2 separate regions of the Mus musculus genome follow, and region 2 is linked to region 1. Evidence: chromatin contacts called from public Hi-C data. All regions are on one chromosome and are shown on one strand. Each heading gives the region's core, a stretch centred on a gene start, on an enhancer-like site or on the middle of the called end of the contact. The rest is flanking DNA. Distances are from core to core; before and after follow the strand shown.

Region 1 (6,241 bases), core at 565-3,064:
TTTTTTGCTTTGTTAACATTCTTGAAAAAGTACACTGAAACATGCTGTCTTCCCAAAGAAGCTGACTCTGACAACCTGAGTGGGAATTCTGAAGGTGGTAAAAAAGCAAAACTTCAGGCTGAGAAATTGGCAGGTACAAAAAAGAATGCAGCAGATCACATCTGTATGGTATTTAGGGGTGTGATCTATGTGGGATCCTGTGAGACACAAGGGGGAGATGAGTCTCTTTTGCTGAATTTGTGAGTATAAGCATAGACTGGGAGCTGGAAGCCATATAGAGTTTTTCTACCAAGCATGTTACATGTAGCTCTTGGGCTTGAAGAAAATGACACAGCTCACTATTGTGTGTGGAAAGGGGCTGGAGAGTCTTTTGGTAGGCCACCATGATGGACCAGTGAGTGTTGATACAGATGAAACCCTGGAGAAGTAGGAATTGTCAGACAGAGTGATGGCTGCACATTACAAAGAAGGGAGGAGTCCAGAATCAAAAATAAAGTTCCATGCTAAATGTTTACTTAGATTGGGTCAAGAATCTTAGCAAGTTCCTATGAAGAATTGGCTTGGAATGGGGAAGGTGATGCATTCCATTTGAGATGTGTGAGACACACCAGGTCATCTGAGGCTGTAAGGTGACAGCCAGTGTAGTTTGGAAATAAAGGTAGGGCTAGAGATGAGCAGACATTCCAAAGCAAGAGTTAGGGGCCCTGGGGATCTGGAATCCAAGACAACCTAAGCTAACAGATGAAATGGTTTAGATCCTATGAATGGTGGAGGTACTGTAAGAGAAGCCCACCTTACTCTAGGTGCTGTCCATGTAAAAGGAAGAGAGAGAAAACACAAATAAAACCAAAATCATGACCTCGGGATCAAGGAGTTATTGGGAGAAGCCGGAGGATATAACTGTGTGTTCCACAGATACACAGCCTAGATTAGGAGCCCATGATATGAGAAAGAGAGCCCTTGGGAAGAAGTCTGGACCTAAGGTGCAGAGCTGTAGGGCGGGTGCCTGAAAACTGGAAAGTGGGGAATTTAGCTGAAGAGCAACCATTACACAAGTTAAAGGATTGTAGGTAAAAAAGAACTGTTTCAAGTTGACAAGAAGTAATTAATAAACAAAAGATAAAAGAACTTTAAAAAGGAGGGGAGTGGCTAGTGGAGTGGATAGGTGGGTGGGAGAGAGAGGTCAGAGACAGGAAATAAAGAAGGCTTTAAGCTGCACAGTGGAGAGGACTTGTATTTCTGCCCCGAAGGAGCCAGCACTGCAAACAAGTGTGAGGCTCCAGGTAAATTCCGGACATGTTGCAGGTTGCTCCCTAGCCTTATTTTTGTACCCTTGGCTTCTCCCAGTCGCAGTTAGAAAAAGCTCCAGCGCTCCCTAAAGGAAATGAAAGCCCAGGGCTTGAAATAGCAAGTGTCAGGCGCCCAGCCAATCACTAGAAGCCGACAGCAGGTTTGCAACTCAGGGTGCCCATGCCTTCTGTCAGCTTTGCTGAGACACACCTGACCCCTAACAGCCCAACCGCACTTCTTACCTCTCTGTCACTGGAGTCCTCTGCTAACTCCTGGGCTCTTTAACTTTGGTGAGATCCTGGCCTTTCTCCTTCTTGGCTTCTGTCCAGGTTCTTCAGTGCCAGTATCTATCCTAGGCCCCCGGGGTCTGAGAGGTTTGAGAGCCTCTCCCACAGCTTCACCTTGAAGATACCTGCTGCTGTGGCTGATCCTGCTGCTATTCTTGCTTTGTGGATACTTAAAGTCTGTCCTGATCCTCCTGATCGGGGCAAGGCGCCTGTCGGGTGACTCAGAACATAATGCACAGACTTGAACACTCTGTGACTCACACTTCCCACAGTGGGATCTGGGAGGAGCCAGAGCCTGGCCAGGCAGCTTCTTGGGCAGGGGTGGAGTAGGTTGGGGGCTGGGAGGGTGGGAAGGTGGTGGGTGTCAGCTGACACTTGTATTTGTGTTTGATTATGTGAATGCAAGAGCCGGTTGGCAGTTGGAATTTAACTTTCAAAATTAACCAAAGGCAAACCAGGAATCGCAACTGCTCTCAGGGCAAAAGCAACTGTTTTGCTTGGCAACCTAGCTTTTGGCATGCATCCTCAAAATTAATCACATGATTATATGCTAAATGTTAATCACAAACAACTGTTGTAACACACACACTTTTTTTTAAAAGCAAGAAGGCTTGAAAATTAGGAATAAACACATTTTTTACTGCAAAAATTCATGTACTTTTTTGGAGACCTGAGTGGTTGTGTGTGCGTGTGCGTGTGCGTGTGCGTGTGCGTGTGTGTGTGTGTGTTTGTGTTTGTGTGTGTTTTAGTTGGATATTTTGACAATGATTTGAAGACCTGGTTTAATTTTGATTTATTAGTGACTGGATTGTTGGCTATACTGAAGAAAAGACATCTCAGGAACTGAGCTGATTAAAATGAAATGCAAGCTTTCTTTCTTAAGCCTTTACCCTTGGTTTTTAATTTCTACGCTAGCTCATTTGTTTGGTATTAAATATTCAAAATGTTAAGAACATTTTAAGAACACTGGACTTCTACTTGGAAGATCATTATGAAGGTTAGAAGGTAAATTTCCAAGCCTCCAAGACTTATGTGTTCTAGCCATCAAAGCATATGACCATGTGAAGATCAAGTAAGTTATTCTTAAGATGGTAACTACGGTTTCAAAGAACAGTTCATATCTCATTGACTGAACAAAAGAGCCTTTATCTGCTAGGGGATCAATTGTGCTTTTTAACAAAAGCATTCTCCATATATTCTTGGAGGCACTTAACCAACACAGAAAAGTTCAGCATACTTAGATTGGTGGCCCTTAAAAAACAAGAACTGAACAAGGATAACAACAATAGACATGCCAGAATAGAAGGGAATCTCCAACCCCACACAGAGAACTCCAGACAACTAATGAGCTCTGAAATGGGAGACTCTGCTCTGGGGAAGAGCCGACCATCTGGTCATTCAGAAACAGATGGTCAGCCCTGGAAACATACATATGAGTAACATATAGACTCAGCAGTTTGTCTTTTACATAGTTAGGAATATATATGTATGTACATATACACATGATAGTGGTGAAAGGAAAGAAATGGCTACAAATCTGAAAGAGAGCAGGGATGGTGTATAGGAGTTTTTGGATGGATAAAAGAAAGATAAGGGATAAATGATGTAATATCTCAAATAAAAATTATATTTTAAAATCTGCAAGTATGTGATTATTTCCTTTTAAAAACACTCATAGAAGCCTTGATGTTTACCAAAATAGGTTAGTAGTTGTTGGGCTACTTACACAACACATAATCATCTCTAATCATTGCTTTTGAATCACAGCAGTAATACTCAATGCCAATCTTCCCTTGCAGTGCCCTGCTGAGAGAACAGGAAAAGCTCTCAGCACTGTTCATCATAGAGCAGGGCTTCTCCCTCTGTGCCCATGCAGACTCCAAGCCAAGGTGCAGTACAAAACCATGTTTCTTGGTTCTAAAGTCTTTGGAGCTGTACTCTGCTTCTAGAAAGGGACTGGAAAGCCTAACATACAAGAAATATAGGCACAGACACTAAGATTGAGAGCATCATAACCATTTTGAAATGTAATCCTTGCATATATATATATATATATATGTATATATATATATGTGTGTGTGTGTGTGTGTGTATATATATATGTATATATATATATACATATATATATATATATATATATATATATATATATATATAAAATCACCACCACTACTAGTCAAAGTATTATTCCTAGGAAGTATTAAAAATGAACTGCAGCCCTTGCTTGCCTTTAAACCTAAGTAGAACAGATAGTCCCAAGGTACGTGACTATGCCAGGAAGGCCTTACTCTCAAGCACACTTATCTAGAATTAACTCTTTTCTTCTTTGTGGACTTATGACTAGCTATCACCTCCCCTCTTTTTACAATATCCTTACCTCTTTTCTTTTTCTTTCCTTTCCTCTCCTCTCCTCTCCTCCCTCACTCCTCTCTTCTTTCTCCTTCCTGTTTTATTGTTTTTCTTTGTTTGGTTGGATTTTGCAGTTGCTTTGCTTTAAGAGAAGTATCATTTAGCCCAGGCTACCTCAAGTTCCTTGTGTAGCTGTGGATGACCTTGAATGAATTTCCCACCCTCCTGCCTCTGTCTTCTGAGTGCTGAGTGCTGGGATTACAGGCTTGCAATTGTCACACAATTGCATTTTGTGCCATGCTGTGGATAGAACCCAGAGCTTCCTACCAGCTAGGCAAGCACACCATCAACTGAGCTTTGCCCCACTATCTTTTATCTCCTCACTCCTTGGAAGTCTTATATGAAACATATTCAGTGATTCCCCTATTAATACCAGCACCATTCCTTCCTTGTTCCTAGGACCACAACTCTAAATTTTCATCCCGAACAGTGGTATAGTGTTTATAGTCAAGTTTCTAAGACAGAAGAGATGCATTGACTGTTGTCCTTTCCCCTTTGCTTCACAGTTCCCTGATGGTTGACTTCCATGCTAGTGTCCCCTGAATGTGGCCCTGCTGAGGCCTCTGAGCTCTTCTAACTGCTCTTCTAACTGCCGTAGCCCTGCCTCCACTTCCTTCCAGTTAACCCTTTGTTTTTGGCATTCTCACACTCTCCTTTTTCCTAGGCCTTATCTCCAAATTCCTTTGCTCTCATTTGAAATGCTCTTTTATTCCTATAATTCCACTATTTTTATTTGAACAAAGCTGCATCCATAGATTCAAATGTCAGATTTTTGCTTATTTAATTGTTGGATGTCACTATTCTTTCTGGGAAGATATGAACACCACCTTGCCCCAAATAGAGAATTGATGACAAACCAGAACAAAGATAACACTGAAGAGCAGTTTGTTGTACCAATGAGTTTTATTTGAAATACATGCAGAGATATTGGGGTGTTGTATAGTTTGATGTCAACATAACACAAGCTAGAGTTATTGGAGTGGAGGGAGACTCAAGAAAATGCCTCCTTAAGATAAGGCAATCTATCTGTTTTGTTTTCTGTTTCTTTTCTTATTTACATGATCCTGGTAGCCTAGGCCAAGATCTTAAGCGAGAATAATGGGAAAGAAACCATCCCTAGAGATGGGGCCACTTACATGACCTTATCTCCAGAGAAACTAACACTTTACTTTCTAAATCATTTACAAAACTATTATGATAAAAACTTTTCCAACAACAAAATTTCATATGGCTACATGTGTGTCATCAGAGGTGAATTTGGGTATATGGTAAAGAAAGCCTTAGTTAGAAAGAATTAAAATAGATTAAATTTATACATTGAAGATATACATATATATTTAAAAAAACAGGCACTAGATGTTAAATAATAATTGACCATGGGGCTGGAAAGATAGTTCAGCGGTTAAGAACACTGACCGTTAAAGATTTATTAACCTGCTCCTGGAAATATGCCACTAGCCTTGGACGACAGCCCCACTGAATACATCCTTCTAGAATTGTTATACTTTGATGGTTTATAATGTTGTTACCTGTTCTGTTTGTGATGCACTGAATACATAGTTTCAGAGTTGTAATGCTTTGATGATTCTTGTGCTTTACTGTGCCAAATGATTTTTGTTGGTATTTGTGATTGTATCACTGGATATAGTTTCTAAGAGATGTAATGTTTGGTTTTTTAATGTATAAAATCCCCTGCTTTAGAGCTATAAAATACAGTCAGATTCAAACTGCCTCTATGTTTGTTTCTGTTTGTCACCACTGCCAAATCCTTACCCAACTAGCTTTGAGGAAACCTCATTCCAGGGACCCCCATACCTGACTGGGGTGGTCTGTGGCAACTACCAACATATTAATTACTCCATGTTTCCTTCTATGATGTTCTCAATTTGTTAAAGAAAGAACTGAAGGAGTTCAAGGGGTTTCCAACCCCATAGAAAAAATAATATCAACCAACCAAATCCCCCAGAGCTTCCAGGGACTAAACCACTAACCAAAGAGTACACATGGAGGGATCTGTGGCCCAAGCTGCATATTTATCAGAGGCATATTTGTCAGGCATCAATGGGAGGAGAGGGCCTTGGTCCTGTGAAGGTTTGAAGCCTCAGTGAAGGGGAATTCAAGGGCAGGGAGGTGGGAGTGGGTGGGTAAGTGGGTAACACCCTCATATAAACAGGGGAAGGAGGGTGGAATAGTGGGTTTCAGAGAGAAACAGGAAAGGGGATAACATTTGAAATGTAAATAAAGAAAATATCCAA
Region 2 (5,776 bases), core at 1,154-3,653, 2.3 Mb before region 1:
TTTCTCCACAATAAGAAGAAATAAAAGCTACTGACAATTCAGAATTTTTAATTTTTTTGTGATGGAATATGGATTATTATCTCAACTAATTGTCATTGTTTTCTTTATAAAGCATGGTCCTATGCATAATGAGAAATGAAACTGGAACACGTTTAAAGAGAATTGGGAAGATAAGACTATGAAAATGAGTATTGTCAAATTGACAGCATTTAGAATTACCTGGTAGAAAAGCCACTATCCAACTGTACCTGTAGGGAATTACATGGACTACAGTGGTTAGTGAAGGAAGACCCAAAGTAATGGTGAATAAGTCTAGTCTCTAGTCTAAGGAATGGCAACTACAGGAAGTGCAGAAAGTGAACTGAGCAGAAGCAAGCATTCTATGTTCTCTGATTCTGATTATGGATTCAATGTGACCAGTTGTTCTTAGCTCCTGCCTTCCTTGACTTTCCTGCTGTGATGCACTGTTATCTTTGGGCAAAAATAAGCCCCTTCTTCCTTAAGTCAGAGTATTCTATCAGAGTGAGAGTAAACAAATGAGAACAATGACGATGACAATTTATTCTGTTTAAAAACTAAAACTATGGACTTAATTTTTGAAATCACTGGATTTATTTGTTTGAATATTTTTCCTAGCATAGATAATTAGAAATCATCTATATAGTTAGTACAAAGAATGCAAACAACTCTGCCCTTATTATCGACTACAACTTATGAGAACTAGAATTAAAATCAAAAGTTTATTATATCTACACAACTATAATTAAGATCTAGATTACATAATTTACAATGCACACAAAATAATAAAGAGAAGATAGCTGAGAAATGACAAAAAGGAAGTTAGAGTTGAGAAGTGTTAAAATGTAGAAAAGCAATAAGGACAAAGAATAGTTGGAAGATCTTAGTCACTTTGCTATAGAGAGCATTGGAAATAGTGATATCAGAAAAAAATGATGGCTTTTGGAAACATTAGTGTCTCCTTTATTTTATACTCTATTATTTTCACTTATTTATTTAATTTTAAGACAGGTTTTCATTCTGTGAACAATGCTCCCCTCAAACTTACAGTAATTATTTTACCTCCGCTTTGCACATGTTCCTCACTCTATCATTGTCAGGTGAGTAATCAATATTATTTACTTATTTTGAATAGAGACCTGTCTATCAAACTGACTGATAAAAATAACAAATAAAATATAAAAACAAAAACAAAAACATATAACTTATATTTTCTCATCGTTTCTGAGGACATTTTCAGATTGAATTCTTTTTAAGAAAAATGTTGCTATTGTGTGAATTTCTTTTACATTCAAGTACGTAACTGACAGAACTTGGTAAGTCTAAATTCAATAAAAAAATAAAGGCGATTTTCACATAAAGTCATTTTACTTTATGGTTGTTTTTTTGACACAGCAATTCAAATACTGCCCTATTAAAAGAAATAGAATAAGCAAGTAAAATCTAGCTTGTTCATATATATATATATATATATATATATTAGATTGATATACCAATTTCCCAGGCTTGGAAATATCTCTTTTATTTTATATTTTTAACTTTTGAGATTATGTTAATATTACATTTCTTACTTCCAAACCCTTCCATCCAGTATCCACCCTAATCTCTTCAAATTTATGGAAGCAAATGTAAACCATAAATCTTTCATGTAAAATGACTTTTCTTATATTACTACATCTATATGTCATTGTGTGTATAGAAATGTGTTCTTAAATATAAGCCACAGAGTGTGTATACTATTGCTTGTTTGTGTGTTTTCAGGGTTGAGCATAATTTGTAATGGAATTCAACTTGATTAAACAAATATATTTCCTTTGAAGTTATATCAAAAGAATTCTTAAGAAACTGAAGCTTGAAACATAGCTTGAGCAAATGTGAAAAGTAACATTCTTTTTATTTTATTTTATTTTATTTTATTTTATTTTATTTTATTTTATTTTTTTCTTGGTTTTTCTAGACAGGGTTTCTCTGTATAGCCCTGGCTGTCCTGGAACTCACTTTGTAGACCAGGCTGGCCTCAAACACCAAAATCTGCCTGCCTCTGTCTCCAGAGTGCTGACATTAAAGGTGTGTGCCACCAAGCCCGGCTGAAAAGTAACATTCTTATCAATGACTTTCTCAAAAAAATTATGTTTGGGAAAAATCTCTCTGAAGACCCTAAATTAAAACCAGTGTCCCTATACTCATTCCACCTTTTCAAACCTTACATCACGTAATGTAAAACATACTCAATAGCAGTATAGCTACAGGAAAATTGCTATCCTGTGGGCCGCCCAAACTCATAGATCTACACAGTAGGCAAAAGCATCCAAGCCCTGTTTGGCAGAGACGCTGGTCTCTCACCAGGGGGAGGTTATGGCACAGAACCAAAGCATATCTACACCATCTGCTTCTATTGGCAAAGCTCATGTCAGCTGCCAATTGTAATACTCAACTCAGTCCCAAAGGCCTTGTACTTCCTTTCAGGTTATTATAATATATTAAAGCTTTCAGTGTACTTATGCAGTTTGGTATTTTTGTATCATCTTAGGCATTGTTAAGAAAAAAATGGTTGAAACACAACATTTTATTTTAAAAATTTTAAGCATGAATATTTTACTTAAAATGTAAATTTTCTTGCAAAGTTTTTCATCTACTCTAGATAAAAACTTATATTAGAATAATTTATTTGGAAATTTTAGGATGTAATTTAAACATTAATATTTCAATGTTATTGTTTTAGAACCTTCTTTCGTTGCTTTACTTCTCCATCTTCTTGAATTTGTGAATAAACTTAAATGCTTTAGAGAGTGAACTTCTTATGCTGGTTGAATGTGAACCACAATTTTAGCTTCTCATAAACATTTCACTATAAATCACTCTAAAATGAAATGAGTGTAATACTCAAAATTATAACCTTTATTTCATATGTTAATAAAAATATAGATATATTACTTAATAACTTCCACGTCCAAACACTTCCACACGCCTCATTACCTCTCAAGTTAAGCCATAGTTATCACTACTACATACCCACAGAAACAGATAAATATATAAATACAGTATGCTGAATTTGGTATGTTCATGTATTTAGACCATTGCTATATGCTAAATAACTTACACTGAAGAATAGTATTACTGCCAGTTTTGATAAATTCATTGACTTATTAAAGAATCCTCCTCTAATTTAAAGTATGTCTTGATCTACTCACTCTTTGTGTACTTTCTTTGTGTCAATCACTACTCACGTAGCTTATTGTGATAATACATTGGGATATTATATTCTCGGGTCATCAAGACTACAGATTTTACCTCAACTTTTTTCCTACACAGTTAAGATTCTGGAAACAGAGTAATCACATTGCTGCTCTGATTTGACCTGTCAAAGTGCCTCCTGAGAAGTAGGAGCAGATTTGGGAAGTTGTGTAGAGCCAACATATGAAAACAAATAGAGTAAGATGTCTAGGAGATAGAAGGTAATATTTCCAGTTTCTTTTCTACAGCTAACACCATTTAAATATGTTGCAGTGAGAGAAAGAAACTTTAAGATGTGAAATTATAAAAGATTAGAAATGACTATATATGTATACATATATGTATACATATATAAATAAATTAAAATTTTAAGTATAAATTAACTCTGAAAAAATACAAAATAAATGATTTTCTTAAGTAAGAAGCAAAGAATAATTAAAAATTTATTTATAGTATATAGTCCATTATGTACTACTTTGAGTTAATTTTTTTCTCTAGAAAACAATTATGAAATGCAAAAATTTATAATGATTTACAAAACACATCACTTTATATTCTCAAGAGGAACAGCCTACAACACAATTATGAAATATTACTTTGAAATAAAGAGCTTTGTCGATCTCTTGAAAATTATGTGATTTTTATGATAGCATTAAAAATGTGTGCACTGGTCTGGGAAGATACACTCACTTTTAGTGTCTATGCTGAACTGGTTCTACAATACAAAATTCATATAATCTCAAAGTTTTTTATATCAAATGCTAAGTAGTAGTTCCATCAAATTAATACTATCTTTCATATTAATTGTAAATGACTTTAATACATAACATACTATACATGCTGTGGAAACCACTGGTATCAGCTGTTATTTAGGGAGCAATGACATTGATAAAAAAGATTTGTTATTGCCTAGTCCAATCATAACCTCTATTTGTTGTGGAACATGATTTCAAAGAGGCAATGAGTTGTGGTACAAGAACATGGCAATAAGAATTATTTTCCACAGAAGTCTATGAGTTTATTGCAGAATCTGTTAGTATGCTACATATGTAAAACCCTGAAGACCATGGAAGAGATCAACGACATAAGAACTGCTAACATTTACATTGTTGTCTTAAACTCACATTCCTCAAAATAAAGCAAAGTATATGAACTAAATTTAATCTGAGCCAAGAAAACAAGACTTACTTTGCATATATTATAATACTAGATGGTGAAACTACTATAGTTATATTGAAACAATTTAGGAAGTATGATACCTGTACAAAGAAGAGTAGCACACCAGAAAAATATAATATAGGATACAGAAATAAACCACAGAGCTACTGACATCTGATTCTTAGGAAAGGTACCAAAATCCTCCATTGCTCAAATTGCAGTCACCATAGCAATCATTGTGGGAAATCAAGATACCCAGATATAGAAAGTACAATGGGGTCCATACCCCTTAACCTATGCAAATAATCAAGCTACACTGTGAAGTAAGACATAGATCATTGATATTATGAGAGGGAAACAATTTAAGACATAGCAGGAGGCAATTCCTTTCTGAACAGGACTAGCAAAAATAGTAACCTTCATTTTTTTTCTTTATTCAGGGGCTTTCAAATACAAGTATGTAAACTGTCACTTGGGGACAAAAACAAACAAACAAAAAATAATGCTTCTATCCATCTTGGGGAGATTTGAGCAACATTTCAGTTCACTCAGCTTCTTACTTTTTCTCTCATTCTCATACTTCCCATCCTTACAAGCATCCTTGCTAAAAGGACTTTGAGAAAATATTCTTTATCAGATCTTATGTCTTATGTTGTATCTTCAAGGACATCCTGATCTAGGACAGTTGGTATCAGAAACAGTCTTAGTAAACAAATTCTAAAATGGGATTTAGAGAATGAATCACTTGCTGGACAGCTGGCAGTGTCAGCACTCTCAGTACTGGTAGGTAGAATATGAATAGCTCTTGGCATGCTATGCCACTATAATAGCTAAAATATTTACCATTGATGTTCTGGAATGCAATTCTTTTACAAAGACGATTTTGTGTAAGTTTCAGTGTTAACTTAAATTTGTAAAGTACAAGGAAGACCTAATCTTAAGGATGTTAAATTGGATCTCTGTTGATTATACATAGCAAACAATGGCTAAAAAGATCAGAATGAGATCCTTCCCATCTCCATCTGTACCACAGAGCTGAGGCTGTTCCACAGCCCTCTGTATGCAGATCTACAAAGACAGAGCTGATCTCCCAGGAGTGCTCACCCTCCTCAGCTCAGAGGTGAAATCACCACTTTTTCTCCAATAACTGTCCAAATTGGGACTATCAGGGAGTGCACACTGGAATAGTGGAGCAGCTGGGACAGGATCCTTCCAGTCACCATTTTCCTCCAAGAGCTGGGAGGTGTTCCACAGCCCTCTGTAAGTGATCCCGCCAGGAGAGAGCTGGTCTTGCCAGGAGTACTGATACAGGCTTACAGAACCACAGTACATACAAGCTATAGTCAGAGACAGCAAAACCAACTAA

What was found. Hi-C and Micro-C count contacts between places; a contact is called where the count stands out from the background.
Region 2: a Hi-C map of cerebellar granule neurons shows a contact between it and region 1, with 1.7 times the contacts expected there. The contact joins the enhancer-like site here to the promoter of Serpinb8 in region 1. A contact is called at or near these places in 1 of 39 promoter capture datasets (hippocampal neurons) and 2 of 484 Hi-C or Micro-C datasets (cerebellar granule neurons and cerebellum).

Annotation. Positions count from the first base shown.
Region 1 is chr1:107,585,579-107,591,819 of GRCm38.p6, reverse strand. Serpinb8 (serine (or cysteine) peptidase inhibitor, clade B, member 8) reads right to left here and starts at 1,814. Exons shown (of 7, transcript NM_011459.4): 1 at 1,533-1,814.
Region 2 is chr1:109,929,463-109,935,238 of GRCm38.p6, reverse strand. No RefSeq gene overlaps it. Among named protein-coding and RNA genes, the nearest start is that of Cdh7, 51 kb to the left of the region's middle. Within about 2 kb of position 2,403, at least 2 of the 459 cell types and tissues checked have an H3K27ac peak or open chromatin away from gene starts, as enhancers often do. A contact at or near this core is called in cerebellar granule neurons and cerebellum, where this site is marked.